2 separate regions of the Mus musculus genome follow, and region 1 is linked to region 2. Evidence: chromatin contacts called from public HiCAR-type data. All regions are on one chromosome and are shown on one strand. Each heading gives the region's core, a stretch centred on a gene start, on an enhancer-like site or on the middle of the called end of the contact. The rest is flanking DNA. Distances are from core to core; before and after follow the strand shown.

Region 1 (6,507 bases), core at 1,226-3,725, 860 kb before region 2:
TGTATACATTCCTTATAAATAATATCCTTTGTTTATGCTTCATAAAATTCGAGTTATTCAAAATCCAGCTTTCATGTCAACTGTTCAATGCTGTCAGTAAAACCACTGGACATTTGTCCTCAGCATATAGTCAATTCTGGCCTCAGCGACCACCTCAAGAAGGCATCTAACTTCCTGGTGCCTCAGTGTCCTTGTCTGCAAAATGAGGAATAATAGCATACATCTCACAGAGTTGCTGTGGCATTTATGTAAGAGTTCATATAGTCCTGCCTTAAGCCTGCAGTCACAGCCTTTGACATAACAGCACCAGACTCCTTTGGTTACTATCTTAGAACTCTTCAGATTACTGGGAACTAAAAATACTAGGGAGCAGTTACTAAGGATGAGAACTTACAATTTATGTCTTCCAAACTGTCCTGCTGATTAACCCCCATCCCAGACAGGAAGATGTGGGCTACCATCCAGCTAGTAAGCTATACACAAAGCTCCCTACCACCTCACTGCCTAGATGCTTGACATGGTTCCTGTGGTACCACATCAGACATGCAACATGGCAGTGCCTGATGATCCTTAGAGCTTAACAAATCCCATCTTTCCTGACTGTCAGGTCAATTAAACAGGAAGTTGACTTTAAACAGTTTTTTTTTAAAGTGTATTTTTTTAACAAAATATGTGTATGTGTAGATGTTGTCCCATGTGTTCAAATATCAGAAGAGGATGATAGATCCTCTGTTGCAGTTATGAACTGGTTCACAGAAAAAGCACACTCTCAACCACCAAGCTAGGCCCAGAAATGCCTGCTTTTAGCTGCTGTCACAGCTACAGGCTTGCTTTAAGCCAAGGGTCTTAGTTGCTTTGAGAACATTAGCAACTTGACTGGCACTGCAAAGGGGTTTAACTTTTCTAAGCCAACCCCAGGCCAATCAGTTTTACAAGTCATCAATTGCTAAGCTGTCATTTAATAAATAATATAGGCTACTGTCACTTAGCATTTAGGCAGTCAATTGCAGGCCAGTTTGAGCTCTATGGTTATACCTTGTCTCTATTGCCGTGAAAGAACAAACAGAGAAACAGGCTGTGTATACAGGTTTGTCTAATTCCACTATTCAGGGAGCAGAAAGAAAAACTCAACGTCAGTATGGATCTCTTTAGTGAGATCTTGTCTGAAAAGTACAAAACCAACCAAGAAAAATTAAAAAGAAGAAGAAGAAGAAGAAGAAGAAGAAGAAGAAGAAGAAGAAGAAGAAGAAGAAGAAGAAGAAGAAGAAGAAGAAGAAGAAGAGAAAAAGAGGGAGGAAAAAAAAAAGTCCCTGAATTGTTCCCATGCTATTCCTAACTCATTTTAACGCCATGAGCAGATGATACATCTTATTTTAAAAAGTAAAAATGAAGTAGCTTTGGGTTGAAGGGATTCTTCACTGGTTATGAGCACCTGTTACCAGGTTTGACTCCCAGCACCCACATGGTTACTCACAACCATCTGTAACTCCAGTTCCAGGGAATCTAGTGCCCTCTTCTGATTTTCTTGGGCACCAAGCACACATATGGTACAAAATTATACATATAGGCAAAACATTCATAGCATAAAGTATGAGAAATAAATCTTTACTTTACAAAAGAGAATACTGAGGTACCCAGTGCTTAAACAAGGTTGAGCAGTCAATAAATATGCATTACATGGTTAGAGGCTTAACCCCTGTAAGACTTCCTGTGTGGGTTTCTGTAACTGCAATTATCCTGGGCCTACACCAAAGATTAAGTATTTAGAGCTTACATACCATCTTTGCAGTTAGAAGATGGTAAAAAAGATGATTATATTGTTAGACTGATTTTTTTACATTACAGGTGAACAGTATTTTGAGTCTATAATCAGCTTGTCATAATTAAAATTAATGAGAAACAACATTTAAAAATCTGAGGCTCTCTTAGCAACAATTTTCTTCTGCCTTCATTATTTCTAAGCTTTAAAAATAGGCAGCTGATAATAGCTTTTCAAGGAACAACTGAACATACCACAAAGATAGATTAAAAGGAAGCAAACTTTTTTGGAAACTACTTCCGTGAAATTCAGTATGGTGGCACTTGGGAAATGGGTGCAGATGATTTGTAAGTTTGAGGGAAGCCTGAACTACATAGCAAGTTCCAGTCAGTCTCAGCGACATAATGAGACCTAGTCTCAAAAAGAAAAAAAATTTCAGTCACATTTAGTTGGTGTCACACCTGACTGGTGTCACAATTGGTGTGAAATACAAAGTGCAGAATCCAGCCGAACACACATGTCAGCAGAAGTTATGAAGTTGTTCCTTTATGATATGTTTGGTGATCAAGTTACATTGTTGAGCTTGACCTAATTTTTTTTCAGCATAATTTCTTTTTTTCTCCCCAAAATGTAATGAAAGCTTCTCCTGAAGAGGAAGTGGTTCACAGAACAGCACAGCACGTGGTTTAAGGTTGCTGCAATGTTTAGGGGCAGAGGAGGAAGCCAAGGTAATGTGAAACAGGAAACAGAGGTACCTCCAATGTAACAGAGAAGACAAACTAATATAACTTGACAAAGAACTAAGAGGAATTCAGGGGAGTTGTTTGACCTGCTTTTGCACAGTGTGCTTGAGATGAATGAAAACCAGCTCCTGAGATTGCTGGACAGTCACTGTGCTCATGAGACAATAGAGACTAACCACACTTGTCACAGGGGAAACTCGCAGGGACACTGCATTTGTACTTCTGTGTGTGGTCATGTACCAACGTCCAACACAACAGCTCACTTTCACAATTATGTCATGGGACAGTGAGATGAAAAACAGTTGTAAAAAGAAAGTCATTTGGGAATGGCATGACTTCGTTCAGTAACTTAAATACTGACAGGCTGCTTTAAAGAACAAGAGGTTGGCATGTATGTGTATATGCATGTGTGTGGGCACACACACACACTCACACACACACTCCACACTGAGCAATGAGATGGGCTACCACAGTTTTAAGAGGATATGTGTGTGTATACACACATGAGTGCACACACCAATTAATTAATTTTTCAGCTATTCTGGTTGTGTAACTCCGGCTGACCTCAAATTCAAAATCCTCCTGCCTCCACCACCCTAGTGCTAGGGATACAGGTGTGAACCATCAGGTCTAGGAGCTTGACTTTCAAATGTACATACTTCCAACCTGCTTCTGTGTGAACAGAGCCAGGCACTCAGCCAGACCAAGCTCCCCAGGGGCAAAAAGAAAGATGATTCAATCAGACTCCAAGTTACTGAACACAACTCATCAAGGAAGCATCATGGAGCACAAGGAGACCAGGCCAGGTCAGAGGAGTACCACACTCTACCATCCTCTCATCTGAAAGGCTTTTCTGGATCTCTGGGACACAGGTTGCAGACTCATTTCAGTTGAACATACAGAGTGTGAAAAGATCCTTCTAAACCTTGGGGTGTTTCTTAAGTTCCCCCTTTATTACATTTAGAATGTCTATATAATGAATGGGGAACTGTTCTGAGTTTGAATCTCTTGTGACATAAAACAAAATTGTAACACAGTTTAGAATTTTTTTGAAGAACAAATCCAGCAAATATTTATTGACAGCCTTTGTAGATAAACTAGGCATATTGATGTTCAATAAACAAAACTCCTGGGGCTAGTCAAGTTTATTCATTGGCTCACACTTGGTCTGCTGCCTTCTGAATGTACCCCAGTTCAACTTTTGTTCCTGACATGTCACCTACTCTCTGGGTCAAGATTACCAATGAATCTCACATGACCACATGCGACGGTTCCATCATCAGATTCAGCATTTAACGTTGCGGGTCATCCCTCCATATGTGAGGGTTCAAGATCCATAGAGTCAACCCATCATGGAGCAAAAGTATTTTTCAAAGAAACATGAACCCTCTTCTAAAGGTGTGAAGAACAGTGTGGATCACTGTTCTCTCTCTGGGAGATCATCCTGGTTGTCATCCTTGTGCTTGGAGTGGGGCTAAGGCCTGCTTTCCCTATCTCCGTGTTACACAGATTTTAGTGGGAGCCTCCCTATGATGAATGCCATGGGCTTCAGACTCCATCTTCTGTGCTAGGGAGGAGAGCTGGAAGCAATGCTTTGGGAGGACTGGGAACTGATGCCTGTGTGGTTCCAGCCCAGCTGCCTGAGCCCTGGGAGTGGTGTGTACTTGGCCATGTGTAGTGATTGAGGGCTGTGGTTCTCTCACATCTTGCTCCTTAGTAAGAAGGGTTGGCAGAATAAGAAACCACACAGGAAGTTACAAATGGGGCCTCGCTGTGGGGCCTCACTGTGGAGTACATAGGGGCTAAAGCATCTAATTATTGAACTATCAATCATTAAAACTAATTTAGCACCAGGCATGTAATATATGCTATTAACCTTAAGCCTTACAAGAGTGAGGCAGGTGGATTACTGTGAGTTTGAAATCAGCATTTGGAGGCATAGGGAGTTTGAGACCAGGCTGTACTACATACAATAAATGATCTTATCTCAAAACCAACCAACCAAACAACTACACAAATTAAAAAGACAAACCAAAAACTAAACCAAGCCAAACCAACAAAAGCAATAAACAACCCCAAACAAAAGAACTGAGTAACTAAATTAGAGGAACAGTTAAATCCCCTGTCACCTTTACTAAACCTGTACTTCAAACCCATCCTCCTCCAAAGAGGTCACGAAGTTAAGATGGCAGAAAACATGTGTCAAGGAGCTGACTGGTAATCGAAAATTAAAAATTACTTGATACAGTGTTTTTCATGTTAAACTGTGTTATGATTTCCTTCTTGCCCAAAATAAAATAAATATTTACATGTGTGAGTTGTGTGTGTCTTTATACATGTGTAGTGTGTCTTTATATGTATCTTTGTGTGTCTGTGTTGGTGTGTGTGTCTGTGTGTGTATGTGTAGTGTCATCATGCGTGTGTGTGTGTGTGTGTGTGTGTGGTGTGTCTTTTTGTGTGTGTATTTGTGTTGTGTGTATGTATTTGTGTATATGTGCTGTGTGTGTCTTTGTATGTGTGTGCTTATGTATGTATGGTATGTGTCTGTCTGTGTGTTTGTCTTTATATATATGTGTGTGTGTCTGAGTGTGTGTCTGTGGTGTGTGTGTGTGTTTTTATGTATGTCTGTGTATGTGGTGCGTGTGTGTGTATGTGTGTATGGTGTGTGGTATGTGTGTGTGTGTCTTTGTGTGTGTGTATGTGCATGCTGGAGATGGACCGCAGGACCTTGCATGTGTTAAGTATTTTCACTGAAACTCAACACGTTCTATTTGTTTTGGTTCTTTATTTCCCATCCATAGTTTTTGCTCTATGTTTTTTCAGAAGACAGCCTCACACTGGAGAGACCCCAACTTCATTCTGGCTAAGCTCAGAGCCTCTCCTTCCAGCCCTCACCAAGCCTCCTCAATTCTCCCTGGCCTCTTACTTTCTCTGGCCTCAGGGTACACTCACCTCCTTCTCAGCAACCCCAGGCTTTCCTGCTGACTCCTGGTATGGTAACTGCTGTCAGCTCCTGAGTGGTGTTAGGCCACACAAGTCTCTCTTTTGAAGCACCAACCATCTAGTCAGCACCACCCTAGTTCAGAGACCTTCCTAGACCTAGCTCAAATTAGTTCTTTTCTAATATCCACCAATACCTTCCACTCCTCACTTCTGTTTACAGTTCCCCCACCCCCAGAATGTAAGCCCAATGTGGGGTTCACTTTTTGTTTACTATTACAGTCCCAGTAAATAGAACAATGTAGATTATGGCAGTGGTCAAATGAATAGCTGTTAAATGAGCAAGCTCCCTGAAGGCAGGAGGCCAGGCTGCCTTCTTCATCCATGTATTCTTATGGTGACAACTTGGTCATGTAAGGTCTTTACACAAACATGTTAGAGAAGTTAGTAAGTTAAGGAAGAAGCTGGGAAAGGAAAAAGGGAAGAAGATAAATTTTATTGTGTTGCTGAGAAAGGGCTTCCTCTGTGGCCCAGGCTGGCTTTGAACTTATGATCCTTGAGCTCCCACCTCCTGGGTTCTGGGATTTCAGACACTTGCTGTCATTCCTGGTTACTGGGGAGATGAATAGATCTTAAAGCAGAGAATGATTCCATAGCTACCATGTGGGTGGTGGTAGGAATAGACAATGGTTGTTTACATCATTGGGCAGATGGTGCAATGTGACCTTTACTCAAATCACTGTTACTTCTCCAGGCCACACTCTGAGAGGTGAGAATTGAAATGTTTGAAGGAGACTCTTCAGAGTTTAGCAGATTGAGAAAATCATGTCACACGTATTACTTAATGCCCACCAAGCAGGTACTTTAAAATGAAAATTATCCCAAAGAGGCTTCTCTCAGATTAACCAGATATCCAATTTTTCATCGCTAGTGATTTGACATTATGAGGACACAGCATCTCCACTATAGAACTCTTTGGAAGTGGCAATCCCGCTCTACATCCAGTCAGCAATCAGCCAGATAAATCCAATTTGAGGAACATTCTGCCAAACAAAACAACTGGTC
Region 2 (7,114 bases), core at 2,039-4,538:
ACATTTCTATCAAGTTAATCATGTAGAAAATCAGTCCGTCTGGCATGATTGCTAATGGGCATAGCTTATACTCCATGTGCTTTCTGAAAAATAAACTGTTAATTTTAGAAATGCTTTAGGTTTATGGGAGTACTTTGAAGGTAGTAGGAGGCTGTCTTAGTCAGGGTTTCTTTTCCTGCACAAACATCATGACCAAGAAGCAGTTGGGGAGGAAAGGGTTTATTCGGCTTACACTTCCATACTGCTGTTCATCACCAAGGAAGTCAGGACTGGAACTCAAGCAGGGCAGAAAGCAGGAGCTGATGTAGAGCCATGGAGGGATATTCCTTACTGGCTTGCTTCCCCTGGCTTGCTCAGCCTGCTCTCTTATAGAACCAAGACTACCAGCCCAGAGGTGGGACCTCCCCCCACCCCCCTTGATCAATAATTGAGAAAATGCCGTACAGCTGGATCTCGTGGAGACATTTCCCCAACTGAAGCTCCTTTCTCTGTGATAACTCCAGCCTGTGCCAAGTTGACACAAAACTAGCTAGTACAGAGGCTTACACATGACCCACACTAACTCCCCTTGTTATGAACATCCTACTAAGGCACATTGGTCATAGTTAAGGAGACAGTGTCATGATATTATTGTCTGAAGTTTGTTCTTGATTCAGAGTTCTGTTGTGCTTGCCTGTTCATCTTTTGTCTTAGGATCCTGCCCAGTATCCAGCATCACATTTAGTTAGTCCTGAGGTCCACTGTCCTCTTGATTTCACCATCTTCCTCCAGTGTTTCCAGGCTCCTCAATCTGATGGCACTGACATCAGGAGGAATAGTTTATGGCTATTTACACTGTCCTTGAGTTTGTTTCTCTTATCATAAACAGGCCTTTAGGCAGGAAGACTGTGAAAATAGAGTACTATGAACAAGACTTGCCTTTGATGATGTTAACCCTGATCTGCAGTAGAACCTCAGGGTTTTCCATTATAGAAGTGTTTATTTCCTCTTCTTACCATTGATCATTATATTGCAGTCACCTTATTGGGACCTAATAACAACACAGATCATCTGGAATGAGAAATTACTCTATCTCCTCCTACTAATTTATATCAACAGAGGCTTGTGTGTATTCACTTTCGTTTTGAGCTTCAGGCTAGTACTTCATTACAGACTCTGTTTAGTTATCCATGCTCCGTGCACTGAGAGCTCTTTCAGTTAACTCTTGTGTCCCTGTGAGACATCCTCACTATTGGGTTTGGGGGTATTGGGTACTTCCTTACTTATTGCTCATCTCTATATTTACTTCCAGTTCTACAAAGGCTCTTACACATCTTTGTGGATATTTTATATAGGTAGAAGTGTGCAGTAATCTTTGGTCTTCTGGCTTCTATTACAAGGTATACTGTCTAGCTTTTCTTGAACTGCAACATGTTCTGGCACTTCATTTCTACATGTAACAAGTAGATATTCTATTTGGGTAGATAATGCTTACTCCTTAACATGCATGGTTGGATTTAGTCTGCTAATATTTCTGAGGATGTGTGTGCCATTCCTGGGGATATTGGTATACAGTTTCCCTTTTTATGATAGATTTGTATGACATTATAAAGGGATACTATTAGCCATATTAAAAGAGCTAGGAACTGTTTCATACTCTTGTGTGCTTTTCAGTTTTGGAAGTATCTCATCTTGTCTTATCTGGTAAAATCCACTGTGTACCCCTCAGTGTGTCATGGCAGACAACTTTTACTAACAATTTTTTCATGCTATCTTTTATATCTCTCATTTAGAAATAATTATTTATTGCATATTGTCTCTGTATGTAGGTGTGAATGCCTGTAGAGACAGAACAAGGTGTTGGGTCCCTAGATCTGGAGTTACCAGTAGTTAGGAGCCATCTAATGTGAGTACTAGTCTTCTGCAAGAGCAGTACAAGCTCTGAAACTCTGAAACAGCTCATCTTTTTGTCTCCTATTTATTTTTTCAAATATCTATTTTTTTCTTAAGATAGTTTGAAATTTTGACAAAAGTAAATCTTGGCTCTTTTAAAGGATCAACAAAATTGATAAATGATTCACTAGACTGAATAATTAAGCAGAGAGAGAAAGAAAGAAAGAAAGAAAGAAAGAAAGAAAGAAAGAAAGAAAGAAAGAAAGAAAGAAAGAAAGAAAAAGATGATACTGAGATTAGGGACGAAAGAACACACCAGAACTAATGCTACAGAACCAGAGATGATTGTAAGGGATTAATATAAATAACTGTGTTTCAACATACTAGATAATCAAAGTGGGATAAACAAATTTCTAAGAAGACAGACTTACCTGGAAATGGCTCAGACTGATCGCTGTTGTATTAGTCACTTTCTTGCTGTTGTGACTAGATACTTGACAAAAGCAGCTCAAGGAGGGTGGTTCTGGTTAGAGTATCTTGGTGGAGAAGGTATGGCACTTCTATGGCTCCAGCTGTGATATCACTGCTGTGACATGACTAGACACATCCCTTCAGTCAGGAATTAGGGAAGTAAGTGCTGGCCTTTGCTTCTGCTTCATATTTAGTGTAGGACTGCGGTTTATTGAGAAACCACACAATGGAAATATAAAACTAGACTATGGCAACAAGAATTGCTTTAAGGTAGCTCATTTAACCCAAGCAGATGGCATATACCTGTAAGCCCTGAAGTGAGGAGGAAGGTCACCCTGGGTTATGTGAGGTTTTATGAAGGAGGAGGAGGAAGATAAATAGGAAGATGAGAATGAAGCTTGTAGTCCTCACAGGACTTCATTATCATAGGAGGGAGCACCATCCATTAGCCTTGAGAAACAGGAGTTGTTGTTGACCCCTGTGAGCAATTGATGAACAGTGTCTGAGGAGCCACCTGTGGCGAGAATGGGGGACAAGAAACACAAAGAACAGACATCAAGTCTGATTGATCAAGCTGACAAATGTTATTTTTCCCAGGCAGGTTTTATACCCAATAGAAGCAGGATATGGGGAGGGGGATGACACAGATTTGCTTTGTTTCTGGGGGAACACACTTGTTCCCAGAAGCAGGATATTGGCTAGATAAAAGGTTCAGCAGGAGGAACAGAACAGAGAGAGTTGCTAGGTACCTGTCCACAATATGTATAGTTATTTGTTCTTAATTGGGGGTAGTACTTTCCTCCAGAGGCCTCAACTTTTACCACATAAATCTTAACCAAGCGAGTACTTTTCCACTAAGGCCAAGACTTCGTAAGTAAGCACTTATGACTGACAAGGTAATTAACATTCAAACAGGGTTGCTCCCAATAGTTAGAACTAACAATGAGGTCAGTTCAGGTGTAAAGTCATGGTGATTCATTTGCAGTCACTCTCTCTCTTCCCAGGGTTTGGGGTGGAGGTGGGGGAAGATATTTCTGTCTCAAGATAAAACTCTTCAAATTTTCAGACAATTTGAAAGCACATGGAAGAAGGGCAGCAGGTGTTCTGAGACAAACAAAGCAGAATGGAAGGTGAAGCATAGCTCTAAACCACGCTTTTTTTTTTTTTTTTATAGCAGGGGTTGTATTCAGAAAGCCTTTGTATTATGTTGGTGACCTCAAAGCCTACCACTCTAAATGCACTACTCTGTGTATGTGTGTGTGTGTGTGACCATCCTGAATTCCTGTACCAGTTTCTAAGAAGTTTGTAAACACCCAGACTACCTTTCTCTCCTGGTTTGCCACAAGGAAACTTGTAGTGGGCTATGGAAAATATCTACTCAGACTCTGTAAGTCTGGATGCAGGTCTGTCTAACCATGGAAACCTATGACTCAATCCAAACAGATCTTAAGGAGAAGCTTCTAGATTAAAGAACAATAGTAAGTCAAGAATTTCCTTGTTTCATTTCTTTAGTGTTACATTTGCTCCTCTTTATGGTAACAGAAACCATTAGAATTGTTACTAATGTTTACTGACCACACACCACAATTTGGGTATGGCTCTAAATGTCTTACTCGTTGAATATTTAAAAAATAAGGTAAATTTTTCTTTCAACAGATAAGGAAATGGAAACACTGAAGGTGTGGCTCAATAGTGAAGGATCCATCTGTAACACTGTCTCAAAGAAACAAGTAAATAATGGCAATGAACAGAAGAAATTTTTAAAAAATGGAGATGCAGTAGTTTTTAATGTAATTCACTCAGGGGTGGGAGAATATTGTAAAAAGAGAAGGAAAGAAAAGAAGAAAGGGAGAAGAATGGAAAGGGGGAAGAAAAGGAGAGAGAAAGAGAGAGAGAGAGGTATTAACCAGTTTTGCATTGTTATAACAAAGTATCCAAGAACGATCAACTTGAAAACTTTGTATTAGCTCAAAAGTTTGAAGATCTTATCCAGGAATGGTTAGTGTTCTTGCTTTGGGGCCTATGAAGAGGAGCATATTAAAATATAGTGGGAAATCATAAAGCCAAACCACTCCCCTAATGACAACTTGGAAGTGAAAAGAGAAAGAGGGATGGATTGGGTCTCACTACTCATACCCACTACCTGCTACCCACTACCCACTATCCACTGCCCACTACCCGCCACACACTACCTGCTACCCAATATCTGCTACCCAATACCTGTTACCCACTACCCACTACTTGCTACCCAATACCCAATACCCAGTACCTGCTACCCAATACCTATTTGTTATCACTCATTAGTACTCCCCCAAGTGGCCTTTCCAAACTTCCAATGTCTCCTTCTCCCTAATTTCATCCATTTTCCAAAACTGCCACCTGAGGACAACGGTGGAAGATATCAGGACCAAACTTCTAACAAGGAATGTGAAGGGAGCTATAGTGAAGCAAGGGGAGAGATGGCAGCTTTTCCTTTTTTATTCATGGTTGGGACTCTTGCTCTGATGTAGTAGAAAATTCCAGTTGTAACACATGTTCTTTTTACTTAAAATATTACTCTGTTGACTTATTCATCACGTGTTCTGAATACTTTTGGGGAGCAGAAGAACAAAGCAAACATTGTGCCTGGTGGAAAAAGAAACAATGCAAGAGTTTTAGAGTAGAGAGCCATCTAGTGGTCATGAGTGAGACAGACCACATGCTAGAAGATCTGAAGCAGTTCAATGAGAAGGGAGGAGCAGAAAGCAACTGTCAAACATTCCTAGTTTCTACCTCGTTTATTCAGGGTCCATTTTCTGGGACACAGTTTTAAAACCTTGGAAGTATATTTTATCATTCAAAATGCATGAGAGACTCAAGCACCCACAGAAGACCAAGTGACAACTGGACATTTTAAAAATATTTATTTATTTATTTATTTGCAACAAGGTCTTCCTATGTACCTTTGGCTGGCCTAGAACTCACTATCTAAATCATGCTGGCCTCAGACTAATAGAACTCCATCTGCCTCTGCCTCCGTCATGTGTGTGTCACCATATCCATCTGATGAGTAGACTTTTGCTGCCATAGGCCAACGAGCCTCAACAGAAGAGGGGCTTGCAATCTATCACTGGGCTCTTAACCACTGGCTACCTCTCCAGTACTAATTTTCATCTTTTTTTTTTGTTTCCATCCAGTACAATGTTGAATGGATTTGGTGGTAATGTCTCATTTCTGGTTCCCGAGGAATAGTGCATGATGGTGTCTGCACATACCTTATGTGTGTGCTTAAATCTTTTTGCTTTGTTTCCCCCTCCCTCTCTTTTACTTCTAGATGTAAATGGGAATTTTCATCATAGATTCTTTTAATAGCACACTCAGTGAAGTGGAGGGCAGTAGGATGTTATTAAGATTATTTACTAAGTCTTATCAACTACTTGTTACATTTTTGCATTTATTGTGATCACTATATGATGTTTGTTCTTTATTTTTCTAACACCAAGGAAGTTTACTTTAGTGTAGAAGATAGAATTCATTACATTGTAGTACGTGTGGGCAGTGGCCAGAGACCAGAGCAGAGCACTCTCCCAGATAATGGCATCCAAAAGACCATTGCTCCAGATACCTGCTGTGGTAGCATCATGAGTGAAATGTGAATGAACACATGCGTGTCTTTATGCAATGACAGAATTTATTGAGCACAGTCACATGGTTTGGCACTTTACAGGAATGTTTTTACATGTGTGTAAGTGTGTGTGTGTACATGTTTGTGGGTGTGTCTGCATGTATACATGTGTATGAGTGTGTACGTGTCTGTGTCTGTGTGTGCGAGTGTGTGTATATGTGAATGTATCTGCAGGTGTATGTGTGTGTGTGTCATGCACTTGTCACAGTGTGCATGTGGATGTCAGAGAGACAACCTGTAGGAGTCAGCTCTCTCCTTCCACAATGTGGATTTGGGTGACTAGACCCATGTCATCAGTCTTGGTGACAAGTGCCTTTGTCCTCTGAGCCATCTCAATAGGTCACAGGTATAACACTTCCAATAACATCAAGTTGCCAAATATCCCTGCTCTTGTTGATAGCTTTGACTAAAGAGAGTACAGTTTAGTTTGTTCCTAAACTAATCACTAATATTAACTTTCAAGTTATATAGTACATGCATATAGTAATTGTCATATATGGTTATATATGTGGGTTACAGAATGGCTGTAAAGGATTAGGAGGCTGCAGCAAATTCAAGTTTCAAAGATTCCCAGAAGTCAGGGTGTGGTGTTTTGAATGAGATATCCCCCATAGTCTAGAGTATTTGAATACCTTGTTCTCATTTGGAAAGGCTTGGGAGGTGTGGCCTTGCTGGAGAAAGTATGTCACTAAGATGGCCTGTGAGCGTTTAAAGATTGCCACATTTATAGGTCACTCCCTCTATTCTGGGTTTGTGGTTTGAGACACAAGCCTCAGTGTTCCTGCCACCATGCTTTTTCTCTGCCAGTATGGAGTCATGAGAGCCTAAGCAAACTCCTGTTTTCTATAAGTTGTCTTGGACATGGGCTTTTTAATCTCAGAGGTAGAAGAGCATCCAATACACAGGGAACTGACAGAAACTGCACTGATAGATTAAGAAACAAAGCTGAGATGGAAGTCTTGTTGGAGAGATTCAGCTGCTGAACCTGGGGTTATGCTACAGGGTGGGAGTCGAGTTGCAAACGTGAATGAAGAGATGGATGGGCAGCAGGTCCTAATGGGTAAACAGGGCAGGCAGTTTGAATAGGCTCTGTCAACAGTGAAGAAT

Evidence for each region. HiCAR-type assays count read pairs that join an accessible place to other places.
Region 1: a HiCAR-type map of Th17 cells shows a contact between it and region 2, with 15 times the contacts expected there. The contact joins two enhancer-like sites.

Annotation. Positions count from the first base shown.
Region 1 is chr2:22,803,474-22,809,980 of GRCm38.p6, reverse strand. The region is part of intron 1 of Apbb1ip (amyloid beta (A4) precursor protein-binding, family B, member 1 interacting protein); the gene reads right to left. Among named protein-coding and RNA genes, the nearest start is that of Apbb1ip, 32 kb to the right of the region's middle. Within about 2 kb of position 2,475, at least 112 of the 459 cell types and tissues checked have an H3K27ac peak or open chromatin away from gene starts, as enhancers often do. A contact at or near this core is called in Th17 cells, where this site is marked.
Region 2 is chr2:21,939,240-21,946,353 of GRCm38.p6, reverse strand. All of the region lies in intron 2 of Gm39767 (a long non-coding RNA gene), which reads left to right. Among named protein-coding and RNA genes, the nearest start is that of Gm39767, 21 kb to the left of the region's middle. Within about 2 kb of position 3,288, at least 3 of the 459 cell types and tissues checked have an H3K27ac peak or open chromatin away from gene starts, as enhancers often do. A contact at or near this core is called in Th17 cells, where this site is marked.